Regions from separate parts of the Sus scrofa genome. Here region 1 is linked to region 2. Evidence: chromatin contacts called from public HiChIP or PLAC-seq data. All regions are on one chromosome and are shown on one strand. The core of a region is the stretch at or near the end of the contact, and the rest is flanking DNA. Distances in the headings are between cores, read along the strand shown. Region 1 holds the start of TWF2 (twinfilin-2). Region 2 holds the start of GLYCTK (glycerate kinase).

Region 1 (5,916 bases), core at 1,087-3,586, 62 kb before region 2:
GCCTGAGACCTCAGGCTGTATACAAGCCTCCAAGGCTGCTGGGAGGGCAGGGTCCCAGCTAAGTTCAGCAGGCCCTTGGGGCTCAGAGCAGCCTGGCATGGACACAGCCCCAGTGGGCCAGGACAGAGCTGCTCCTCTGTGGACCCCAAGCTGGTCCATGATGAAGAGCCTGGATTCTGGGGCTCCACCTTTCCGGTAGCTGTGTGTGACCTCTGACCTCACTGAACCTCAAACCCATCTATAACACGGGGCTAATACTCCCCAAATGCTGAGGAGTAAATAGGAGACAGTGCTCCGCAACGGGGGCCTCTCCTAATAATAATCATTAACTTGTGTTACTGTAATGACGCGGGGCAGGCTGTGCTGAGCTGTTCCTTCCACCTGCTCAGACCTACTGCTTCTATTGTTACCAGGACAAACTGACACCCCAGTAGTGGGAGAGACATCCCCCTCCATGCCTCCTCAGCCACCATCAATAATCCAGAGGCCAGGCCTGGGATACCTGAGCCTCAATCATCAAAGATTCATGCCCCCCCTACTCTCACCCACTTGCTGCCTTACCCCCCACCCCTCCACCCAGTAAGCCTCAGGTTACAGGTCCCTCCCCTGCCCTGCTCTGAGGTCAGCAGATCCACACTTATAGCCAGGTCAGGGCTGGCACCTGGGCATCCAGGGTGATTTCTCCTGCCACCTCCCCAGGCCAGAAATGGAAAGGAGTGGGCTGCCCTCACACAGAAGGAGGGCTGGGAAAGGGGTTCAGCCCCCAGATTCCCCTAGGCAGGCTCATCTCAGCATATGGGAAATGAGGGAGTGAGGGAGGGCCCAGGCCACAGGACTGGTCAGCCCAGAGAGGGGAGGAGGAGCCCTAACTTCTGATCCCCTCCCAGTTAGAGGTGACAGCAACGATCAGACAAAGGGGAAGGAAGGGGCAGGTCCAGTGAGGGGCTGTTCCCTTCTGTGGGGCTGAGTCATGAAGCTGCCCCTCCAGCTCTTCTTGGAGAGTAGCTGGCCCAGACCCAGACCTCTGCCTTTTCTGGTCCTGTGGGCGGGGCCAGGGAAACCCTCTCAGGGCCAGCCACCAAGCGGCCACAACCGCAAGCAGACCAGGTGGTCAGGCTGGTCGATGATGATGGCCCCAGGCAGAGGATCCTGGCGTGGTAGGAGGAATGGCTGAAGGCCAAACCACTGGGCTACCTGGGTAAGCAGCCTGGGCCTTCCCCACAGGCCAGGTAGCCCTCCCAGGTCAGTGACACAGGGGGACATTGAGGCCTGGGTAGGGTCAGAACACCTGGCCCCTGGTCATTGCTTCTTTCCCATCCTGTATAAGGAGGAAACCAAGCCATTTGGGAGAGGAGGCTGATGCTCTGGGCTGAAGGAGGACCTGGCCTGGAATCTCTAGGGTCAGGAGCCTCTTTCCTACCTCCAGCCTGGAGCTGGGACCTTCCAATACCAGCTGGGGCAGACTCAGGAGATCAGAGGTCAAGGTCAGATTGGTGACTCTCCACATCCCATTTAGTTTTTCCCAGGCTGGTTTGTGAGGGTCCTGGGAGGAGCCAAAGGTCGGGGCTCCCTTCTCACACAGACATAAAGCAGTACAAACCAAACACCCATCCATGGTAACAAATGAACACTGAGATGCACTCAAATTGTGCGTGCACACACACACACAGACTCCCACAGACATGTGCATACAGTCACGAAACACTGATGTCTAAAGATGGTTCCATGCAACAGTGTCCAATCAAGACATTGCTGTATGTGCACGAATGACCCTAGATGTACACAAGCAGTCATATCCAGATGTGCACACAGGTCCGTACATACAAGTGCACATGCGTGCTCACTCCCTCAGATGTGCACATCCGGGTACACCCACTCCCAGAAAGGGACAAAAATACATAGATAGGCACACACAGGCACATCCACCCCCGGATGGGAACAGAGATACCTTCACCCCCAACTATGCCCAGTAAGTCCGCACCCCACTAAGATTTGCCCACCCCAGGCGACCCACGGCTGCAAGAGAACAGGAAGCTTCCCTAGGCTGGTGCCGGATCGGAAACAGGGGCCGGGAGCCCAGGAGGGGGCGCAGCCTCAGACTCTCCCTCGGCCCCCCGTCCGTCCGCCATCTGCCCTCACCGTGGATGCCGGTCTGGTGCGCCATGGCTCCGTGCCCCGCTCCGCCTGCGCCCTCAGAGCCCTCGGCTCGGCCACGACCCAGCTCGGCTCGTCTGGACCGGGAGGAGGAGAAGGAGGAGGAGGATGTGGCGGTAGCCTCCCAGCCTCGCGCAGCTTCCCGGGCGGTGCCGCAGGACCCGCCCCCAGAGCGCCCCGCCTCCGACGGGCGAGGCCGGGACTCGAGGCCGCGCGTGCGTGCAGTAGGCGCCTGGCTCCAGGTGGGCCCAGGGAGGAGCTTTGAGTGGTGTTTCCGCGCGCTTGCGCTTGCCTTGTTTCTGGCGGAGAATGCGATCTGCGTACCGCCTAGCATGTGTGGGCGCATGCACGTGTGTGTCAGTACACCCGGATCCGAGTGGTCTGTGGCTGGGGCGTATCCATATGAGCGCGCGCAAGCCTGAGTCCCGGTCAGGGGCCAGGTGGGTTTGCAGATGGGTAGCATCCTGGCGTGGCCTTGAAGCGGGGAAGGGGTTTTTCTGTGTGTGAATGGGCACCCGTGTGTTTGTGTGACATCTCTTTCCTTGGAGACGTTTCTTGGGCGGCTCCTGTGGCCCTGGGCACCTGGAGGCGACGCGCCTGAAGGCCCCGTCCTGACGGTGGGAGCCCAAACTGACTTTCTGCTAGACAGCCCGCAAATGAACAGTGTCTGTGGTGGCGAGTGCCCTGTGCAGAGGGTAAGGGGCCGTTAGGAGGAGGTGAAATTTGAGTGGAAACCTGGAGGAAAGCCTGGCAGAGGGGTGGGGAAAGTCTTCTGAAAAGAGGAGACTGCAGAATTCCCTTCGCGACGCAGGAGAAACGAATCCAACTAGGAACCATGAGGTTGCAGGTTTGATCCCTGGCCTCACTCAGTGGGTTAAGGATTCGGCATTTCTGTGAGCTGTGGTGTAGGTCCCAGACGCGGCTCGGATGTGGCGTTGCTGTGGCTGTGGTGTAGGCCAGCAGCTGTAGCTCCATTAAGACCCCTAGCCTGGGAACCTCCATATGCCTGCGCCATGGGTGCGGCCCTGAAAAAAAAAAATTCCTTGGAAATAGGAATTAACCAAGAAAACACATTAACTAAAACTAATAAGGTTATGTTCTCTATTCTAATGTCCATCACTGGATAAATTACACGACTACCTTAATTGCAAAGTCCTCCCTCCTACCTGGTTGGCCCCACTCTGCATCATTCTCTTTGTTTTTATCCCTGCCTGGCACATATATTTACTCGCTTATTTGTTTATTGTCTTCCCTCCACCAGTTTAAGTTTTTACCCCTGCTGTATCTCCAGCAGCTAGAACAGTGCCCAGGATTAGTAGGTGTTCAGTAATATTTTCCAAATTAGAAGTTCCCATCGTGGCGCAGTGGAAATGAATCTGACTAGGAACCATGAGGTTGCAGGTTCACTTCCTGGCCTCGCTCAGTGGGTTAAGGATCTGGCATTTCTGTGAGCTGTGGTGTAGGTTACAGACATGGCTCAGACGTGGCACTGCTGTGGCTGTGGTAAAGGCCAGCAGCTGTAGCTCCAGTTCGACCCCTAGTATGGGAACCTCCATATTGCCATGGGTGCAGCCCTAAAAAGCAAAAAAAAAAAAAAATATATATATATATATATATATTTGCCAAATTAAAACAATGTCTGAATGAACTATTAGAATCTTTGTGTTGCACACTTACTATGGCTGGACACGTTTATTCAGTCCTTATGAAAGTCCTGTAATGTATGTGTTGTTACATACATTACAGAAGAAATTTGAGGTTCAGAAAGATAAAGTGATTTGATCAAAGTCACAAGGTAGTGAGTATCCCCAAGAACCTTAGTTTCCTTAACTTAGGGAACGGGAACAGATCTACAGCAGAAATTGAAAAAACACTGTAAATCAACTATACTGTAATGAAAAAGAAAGAAAGGAAAAGAGAAAAAGGAACAAACGATGAGAAGCCCTGCTGGGCAGTGGCCCTCATTGCTTCCATCACTATCTCACACCTCAGTGATGAGGGTTTAACCAGAGAAAGGAACTTCCTGGAAGCTGGGGTTGGAGCCCAGTTCTGCTCAGCTTCAAAACCAAGGATGCAGTGAGGAGCACAAGGGCCAGCAGACTCCATCTCTGGCTGAGATCCGGTTTTAGGCAGAAAGATAAGAAAGCTGCATGCAGCTCCTCGAATGAGTCCAGGGATGATCAGAGTGTCTAGGAACAGGTAGGTTGCTCCTTTCTTTTCTTTTCTTTTTTTTTTCTTTTGCCTTTTCTAGGGCCGCTCCTGTGGCATATGGAGGTTCCCAGGCTAGGGGTCTAATCGGAGCTGTAGCCAACAGCCTATGCCGCAGCCAACAGCCTATGCCGCAGCCACAGCAACACGGGATCCGAGCCATGTCTGCAACCTACACCACAGGTCACGGCAACGGCAGATTCTTAACCCACTGAGTGAGGCCAGGTACTGAACCTGCAACCTCATGGTTCCTAGTCGGATTCGTTAACCACTGAGCCATGACAGGAACTCCAGCTTTCTCTTTTCTTGCTGTTTCTCCACACAAAGTCAGCCACTGAAATAGTTTTTTTATCAGGTGTATCAAGGATTTAAATGTGCTTTTTTAAAACAGTGAACTATTAAAATTCTGAAGAAACAAAGGGAGAAGATTGTAAAATCTTGGAGTGGAGACGTCCTTCTGAGTATGTCACCAAGCCCAAAAATCATAAAAAAAAAGAAACCAACAAATTAATTTACATTAAAAATTAAAAGTCTTGGAGTTCCCGTCATGGCTAAGTGGTTATCGAACTTGACTAGTATCTATGAAGACCTGGATTCAACCCCTGGCCTCACTCAGTGGGTTAGGGAGCATGAGCTGTGGTGTAGGTCGAAGACACGTCTTGGATCCCGTGTTGCTGTGGCTGTGGTGTAGGCTGGCAGCTACAGCTCTGATTCAACCCCTAGTCTGTGAATTTCCATATGTCGTGGGTGCAGCCCTAAAAAAAAAGACAAAAGACCAAAAAAAAAAAATTTTTTTAAGTCTTGGGGTTCCCAGATGGCCTAGCAATTAAGGATTCCATGTTGTCACTGCTGTGGTGCAGTTTTGATCCCTGGCCCAGGAAATTCTATATGCTGCAGGTGCAGCCAAAGAATAAGTAAATAAAAAAGTCTAGGGGTTCCTGACATGGCTCAGTGGAAAAAAAATCTGACTGGTATCCATTGAGGACAAGGGCAGGGACCAAAACCGCAACCTCATGGTTCCTAGTCAGATTCGATAACCACTGCGCCACAATGGAAACTTCCCACCTATCTTTATTTTAAATTGAAGTGAAGGTTAACGATCCGGCGTTGCCATGAGCTGTGGTGTAGGTCGCAGACGCGGCTTGGATCCCGAGTTGCTGTGGCTCTGGCGTAGGCGGTAACTACAATTCCGATTCGACCCTAGCCTGGGAACCTCCATATGCCGAGAGAGCGGCCCAAGAAATGGCAAAAAAAAAAAAAAAAAAAAAAAAAATGAAGTGAGGAGTTCCCGTTGTGGCTCAGTGGAAACAAATCCAACTAGGAACCATGAGGTTGAGGGTTTGATCCCTGGCCTCGCTCAGTGGGTTAAGGATCTGGCGTTGCCGTGAGCTGTGGTGTAGGTTGCAGACGCTGCTTGGATCTGGTGCTGCTGTGGCTCTGGCGTAGGCTGGGCAGCTACAGCTCTGATTGGACCCCCAGCTGGGGAACTTCCACATGCCACTAGTGCAGCCCTTTAAAAAGACAAATTGAAGTGAAAGTCCCATAACGTAAAAC
Region 2 (6,073 bases), core at 3,150-5,649:
TGCAAACTCCCAAATATGCCACTTTGGCATAAGAATTATTTTGAGCTGAAGGAATATAGAAAACAGTAATGCCCTCCTCCTTTCTACTGAAAAGCAGGGCATTAATTTCCTGTGAGAGTTAAGGAGCAAGGTCTCGTGTGCCCTGGCGCAAAAAGCCAAACTCTGACAGAGTGTGTTTATAGCAAAGTAAGGGTCCATTGCACGGTGCCAAGCAAGGGAGTGGGAGACAAGTCTCAGATCGAGTGCAACTTGGTCTCTGAGCTAGGGATATTTTTAAAGGGAAAGAACAAAGAAGCTGGGATTAACGATTGTTCTGGGACATTTCTGTAGCTTATTTTAATCATATTTTCAGGAGCCATGATGTCTCTGGTTTACAGTTCTCTGGCCAGGCTTGGGAGCCTGTTAGTTCATTTGCCCTGGAGAAACAATCTGAATTTGCATTTTTTTTTTTCGGTCTTTTTGCCTTTTCGAGGGCCACTCCCACGGCATACGGAGGTTCCCAGGCTAGGGGTCGAATTGGAGCTATGGCCGCCGGCCTACACCACAGCCACAGCAACGCAGGATCCAAGCCGTGTCTGCGACCTACACCACAGCTCACGGCAAAGCCGGATCCTAAACCCACTGAGCAAGGCCAGGGACCGAACCCACAACTTCATGGTTCCTAGTCGGATTTGTTAACCACTGCGCCACGAAGGGAACTCCCTGAATTTGTATGTTGATGATGGTTTCTACAACAGCAATTTTAGTCATCTGACTCTAGTTGAGAGTGTTCAGTTAGCACAGGATTGTGGTCAAAGAGGACAAGAAAGGAATTGAGGTCAGAGGAGACAAGAAAAGGAATAAAGTTTTGGTTGGAGAGATTAATCACAAACTTGGTAAGAGAACTCAGTTTTAGGGAAGATTGGTTTTGAGAAAGGTGCCCTCCCCACACCAGGAGATGGGGAGCCAAAACTGAGATAAATCTCTACAAATTACCTCAGCAATCTTTATTTTCCATTAGTTTCCCCCATATATTTACTTTCCCACAATGTACTGAGAAGCTCATACCCCTTTTGCCTTGTCACATCTCCAAAACTGATCATTCTTTGTTAAAAATGCTATATAAGCTCACAGGCCTAATGGCTTTTTGGGGGTTTTCACTTCATTTCTGTGAGGGTCCACCTATCCATATAAAATCAACTTTGTTTTCTTTTCTTTTTAGGTCTGCACCTATGGCATATGGAACTTCCCAGGTAGGGGTCAAGTCAGAGTTGCAGCTCCTGGCCTATACCACAGCCACAGCAATGCAGGGTTGGAGCAGTGTCTGTGACCTATGCCACAGCTCAGGGCAATTTGTGATCCTTAACCCACTGGGCAAGGCCAAGGATCACATCTGCATCCTCATGGATGCTAGTCGAGTTCTTAACCTGCTGGGCCACAATAGGAACTCCTGAGATGAACTTTTTTCTCTTGTTAATCTGTCATTTGTCAGTTTAATTTGTAGAGCCTCAGTCAATGAACCTCAGAGAATAGAGGAAAAAATTTTTTCTTCCCTTACACCATCTTTGCCCACCTAACCAATTATTTTCTTGGACTGAAGTTGCTTGTCACATTTCTTTTCTTTCTTTCTTTTTTTTTTTTTGTCTTTTTAGGGCCACACCCACGGCATATGGAGGTTCCCAGACTAGAGGTCAAATTGGAGCCAAAGCTGCCAGCTTATGCCTCAGCCATAGCAATGCCAGATCCAAGCCACATCCTTGACCTATGGCCGAAGCTTGCAGCAACGGTGGATTCTTTATCCCACTGAGCAAGGCCAGAGACTGAACCCACATCCTCATGGATACTAGTCTTGTTCTTTATTTTATTTTATTTTTTTGTCTTTTTGCTATTTCTTGGGCCACTCCCATGGCATATGGAGGTTCCCAGGCTAGGGGTTGAATCCGAGCTGTAGCCACCGGCCCACGACAGAGCCACAGCAACGTGGGATCCGAGCTGCGTCTGCAACCTACACCACAGCTCACAGCAACGCCGGATTGTTAACCCACTGAGCAAGGGCAGGGACCGAACCCGCAACCTCATGGTTCCTAGTCGGATTCGTTAACCACTGCGCCACAACGGGAACTCCATAGTCTTGTTCTTAACTTGAGGAGCCACAATGGGAACACAGCTTGTCACATTTTGACATTACTATTTATTGCCAAAGTGCACCTACTATCAAGGTATGTTTAAGCATTCTGATGAGCCTGTTTTCTTGGGCCCAAATTCCACTTCCTCATGAAGTTTTCTACTTCCACTCACCATCATCTCTTTCCCTTTTGTGAAATCCCTTCCACCTAGGATCTGCAGCACTTTGTAGCTGAGCATTTCTCTCTCGTTAACTCATTAAAAAGAGAAAAAATCCCAGCTTGTATTTGTGTCTGGTCCTATGCAAGGCAGTGGAAACGCAAATATTAGTCAGACCAAGTTACCACCTTCTAGGAGCTCACAGTCCAGTGTGAATCTAAACTGAAGGACATAAGCTTGGGCCTTGTTGACATTCCACAGCACCGGTGTCATGTAAGCAGCTGGGCACCTTAGCCTCTGGCAGCTGCCCCCTTCCTTAGAGAACAAGGTTAGCTGATAAGGAGAACTGCATTTGCTACATGGTTACTCATCTAACCACCTCTTTGACTCCAGCATAAGCTGCCTGCTTGAAGTCAGGAAATAGAGCCCTTACCCTAAATCGTTACTATTTAACCTAAACACTATTACTAGTTAAGGTTTAAAATAACTTAACCCACTGCTTTGCTTCTGCACCCCTGCTTAGGCATGCGTACCTCCTCCCAACCTGGGTGTAAGTTTGCTTTTATAAACGCGGTCCGTTTCTTTGTTCGTGGCTTCACACTGTTTTAGGCACTCTTTTAGGCAGTGTGTGGCCCTGGCCAGTAATAAAGACTCCTAATTTGGCTTTTTTTCTCTGTTGGAATGGTCTCTGTTCTTTTACTGTATAACAAAACCTTATCTTTAAATGCATCTTGTGAGTAGCTGTAGGGTGGGATGGGGATTAAAAAAATGGATATAGGAGTTCCCTTTGTGCTGCAGTGGTTGATGAATCCGACTAGCAACCATGAGGTTGCGGGTTTGATCCCTGGCCTTGCTCAGTGGTTTGAGGATCCGGCGTTGCTGTGAGCTGTGGTGTAGGTCACAGACGAGGCTTGGATCCCCATTGTTGCTGTGGCTCTTGCATAGGCTGGTGGCTACAGCTCCAATTCGACCCCTAGCCTGGGAGCCTCCATGTGCCACGGGAGCGGCCCAAGAAATGGCAAAAAGACTAAAAAGAAAAAGATAATATATCTCCTGCTAACAGTCTGATATAACAGCGCTGGCACAGTAAATGGTGTCTGTTTATGAGAGTCTGGGACTAAATAATGAGAGGATGCTCAAATTTACACCCCCTCTTCTGGCCCCCAGCACTGTCGGAATGTAATTACAAAAGCAGAAATTTCTCAACTAAGAGTACCACTTCTTACTCATCCCAGCAGCTAGACAGAGCGTTTGGTCCACCTAGAAGGCACTCAGGAAACGTCTCTTGAGTGTTGGAGGAATGAATAAAAGCATTTCTCCCGAAGAAAACATTAGTAACAACAATGTACCCTTCTGCACCTTTTTTTTTTTTTTTTTTTTTTTAAGGTCCACACCGGGGCATATGGAGGTTCCCAGGCTAGGGGTTGAATTGGAGCTGTAGCGGTGGGCCTATGCCACAGCCACAGCAAAGCGGGATCTTTAACCCACGGAGTGAGGCCGGGGATGGAACCTGCGTCCTCGTTGATACTAGTCCGTTAGCTATAGCTGAGCCACTAGGGGAACTCCAGGAATTGTCTTTTTGTATAAGGGAAGGTAACAAGCCAGGCTCAGGGTGAGAGCGGGGACTCCGTGGGAGGCCTAAGATCTTTCGTGTTTACACACTGCCTGTGTGTTCGAGAACCACGAAGCAGAACTCTCTTGCTGAGTTGGAGCTGTGATTTGGTCGCCCAAGGGAGAAAGGGTAACCGGAGAATTGTGGAATAACAGCGGTGAGGGGAAAGGATGACTTAATATGGCGCCAGAGTGGATGGGTTGTGTAGAGTGATTTTTCCTCCCGCTTGATTAGTCCAGTGCCTGGCACCTAACAGTAGGTCGGAATGATTTGAGACTGATGGGATAATACAGAATAAAGGAGGGGGACGGATTACAGCAGTCGGTGAAGCGGGGATTATTATTCCACTGTGGAGATGAAGACACTGAACCCTGAAAGTGCCTTCAGCCGGGGATGTAGTCGGTCAATGATGAGCCAAAACCCCGATCCAAGATGCCAGTCCGGATCCTCCAGCAGCTCTCCCTAGAAGTCCCAGCCCCGCCCCACGCACTAAAAGTTCCGGATTCCGCCCCGCCCCCTTGGGGGACTTCCGGTCACGAAAGGTGGGATCCGCGGCCTGGAGCTGTGGGGCAGTAAAGTCCGCACCGCCAGGGCCACCGGGTACCTTGGGCTTGGTGACGGCGGTTGCTGCCCTTTATTTCTCGGGTCACTACTGGACGTTACGCGGCAGCCATTTCCTTCGTGTTGGCCTGAGGCCTCGGCCCCAGGGTAACGTCATTTCCGGGGCTGGGCGGACAGGCGAAGGAGGAAAGGGCTCCAGCCCCGCTTGGTGGGGGGAGGACTCGAGGCGGGTCTGCTCAGTATTTCCGGGTTTTGCGCAGGATCGCTGGGGGTTTTAGGAGAGGCGTTGTCACGAGTTGAGTTGCTGGGTTTTGCAAATAAAAAGGCAGGGCGTGTAATTAAATTCGAATTTCAGGTGAACAACAGATAAGTTTTTAAGGGTTCCTTTGTGGCTCAGCGGGTTAAGGATCTGGGCGTTGCCCCTTGCAGCGGCTCTAGTCGCTGCTGTGGCGTGGGTTCCACCCTTGGCCCGGGAATTTTCACATGCTCCTGTTGCGGCCAAAAAAAAAAAAAAAGGAGTTCCGGTGGTGGCTAAGCTAGTATCCCTGAGGACGCAGGTTGGATCCCTGGCCTCACTCAGTGGATTAAGGATCCCGAGTTGCTGGGAGCTGTGGCAAAGATTGCAGACGCAGCTCGGAGAATTTGGCATTGCTGTGACAATTGGTGTAGGGTGGCAGTTACAGCTCCGATTGGATCTCTCGCCTGGGAACTTCAGTACGCGGTGGGTGGGGCCCTAAAAAGACAAATAATAATAATAAAATTTTTTTAGTATAGGTATGTCCCCAACATGGTATGGAGGTTCTTACATTTAACAAACTACTTGTTTATCTGAAATTCAAATTTAACTGAGTGACTTGTACTTTATCTGGCTACCTTAGTCTTGGGCGCCCCCTGCCCTGGGCTGGGATCCTCTAGGCCCCTATCCATCAGAGAAACTGGTACAAAGTTCACCCAGGCTGAAAAATCAACTATTGCTACATGCCAAAGGGCTTTTACCTCTAATTCTAATGGCCCAGCCCCAGAGGTCCTAGGCCACAGCTGAGCCCATTTTGGATCCCTTTGTGTTGCCTTTCACAGCTGATCTGGGGCATGCTTGGTTCTCTTCCGGGAAAGCTGAGTTTCATGTAGACTAAATGGCTGAAGGCTAGAAGTTGCCAGGTTTTTTTGCTTTTTGTTTTTTCCTTCCTCCCTCCCCTCCCTCCTTCCCTGGCCATAGATTGAATATGCTGCAGCTGTGGCGATGCAGGATCCTTTACTGCACCAGGCCAGGATCGAACCTGCCTGTATGAGCAACCAGAGCTGCTGCAGTCAGATTCAGCAGGTTAAGGATCCAGGCGTTGCCACTTGCAGGGGCTCTAGTTGTGGCTGTGGCGTGGATTCCATCTCTGGCCCAGGAATTTCCTCATGCTGTAGTCGTGGCAAAAAAAAAAAAAAAAAAAAAAAAAAAAAAGGAGTGCTCATGGTGGCTCGGTGTTAACAAACCCCTGCTGTAACCATGAGGATGCAGGGCTTCAGGGCAGGAACTTCTGACAGGTTGTTTTTTATTTTTTGTTTTTGTCTTTTTAGGGCTGCACCTGAAGTTCAGGTTCCCAGGCTAGGGGTCAAATCAGAGCTGTAGCTGTCTGCCACAGCCACAGC

The links. HiChIP or PLAC-seq counts read pairs in DNA pulled down with a chosen protein or histone mark.
Region 1: a contact with region 2 is called in an H3K27ac HiChIP or PLAC-seq map of alveolar macrophages. The contact joins the promoter of TWF2 here to the promoter of GLYCTK in region 2. A contact is called at or near these places in 4 of 5 promoter capture datasets (fetal liver, fetal skeletal muscle and liver), 12 of 47 Hi-C or Micro-C datasets (alveolar macrophages, blood, embryonic fibroblasts and 7 more) and 2 of 2 datasets of contacts at active chromatin or transcription factors (alveolar macrophages and skeletal muscle).

The regions. Positions count from the first base shown.
Region 1 is chr13:34,368,661-34,374,576 of Sscrofa11.1, forward strand. TWF2 (twinfilin-2) reads right to left here and starts at 2,337. Exons shown (of 9, transcript XM_013981767.2): 1 at 2,140-2,337. The coding sequence starts at 2,164. It also overlaps a transcript of TLR9 not described here.
Region 2 is chr13:34,429,004-34,435,076 of Sscrofa11.1, forward strand. GLYCTK (glycerate kinase) reads left to right here and starts at 4,400. Exons shown (of 5, transcript XM_005669627.2): 1 at 4,400-4,582.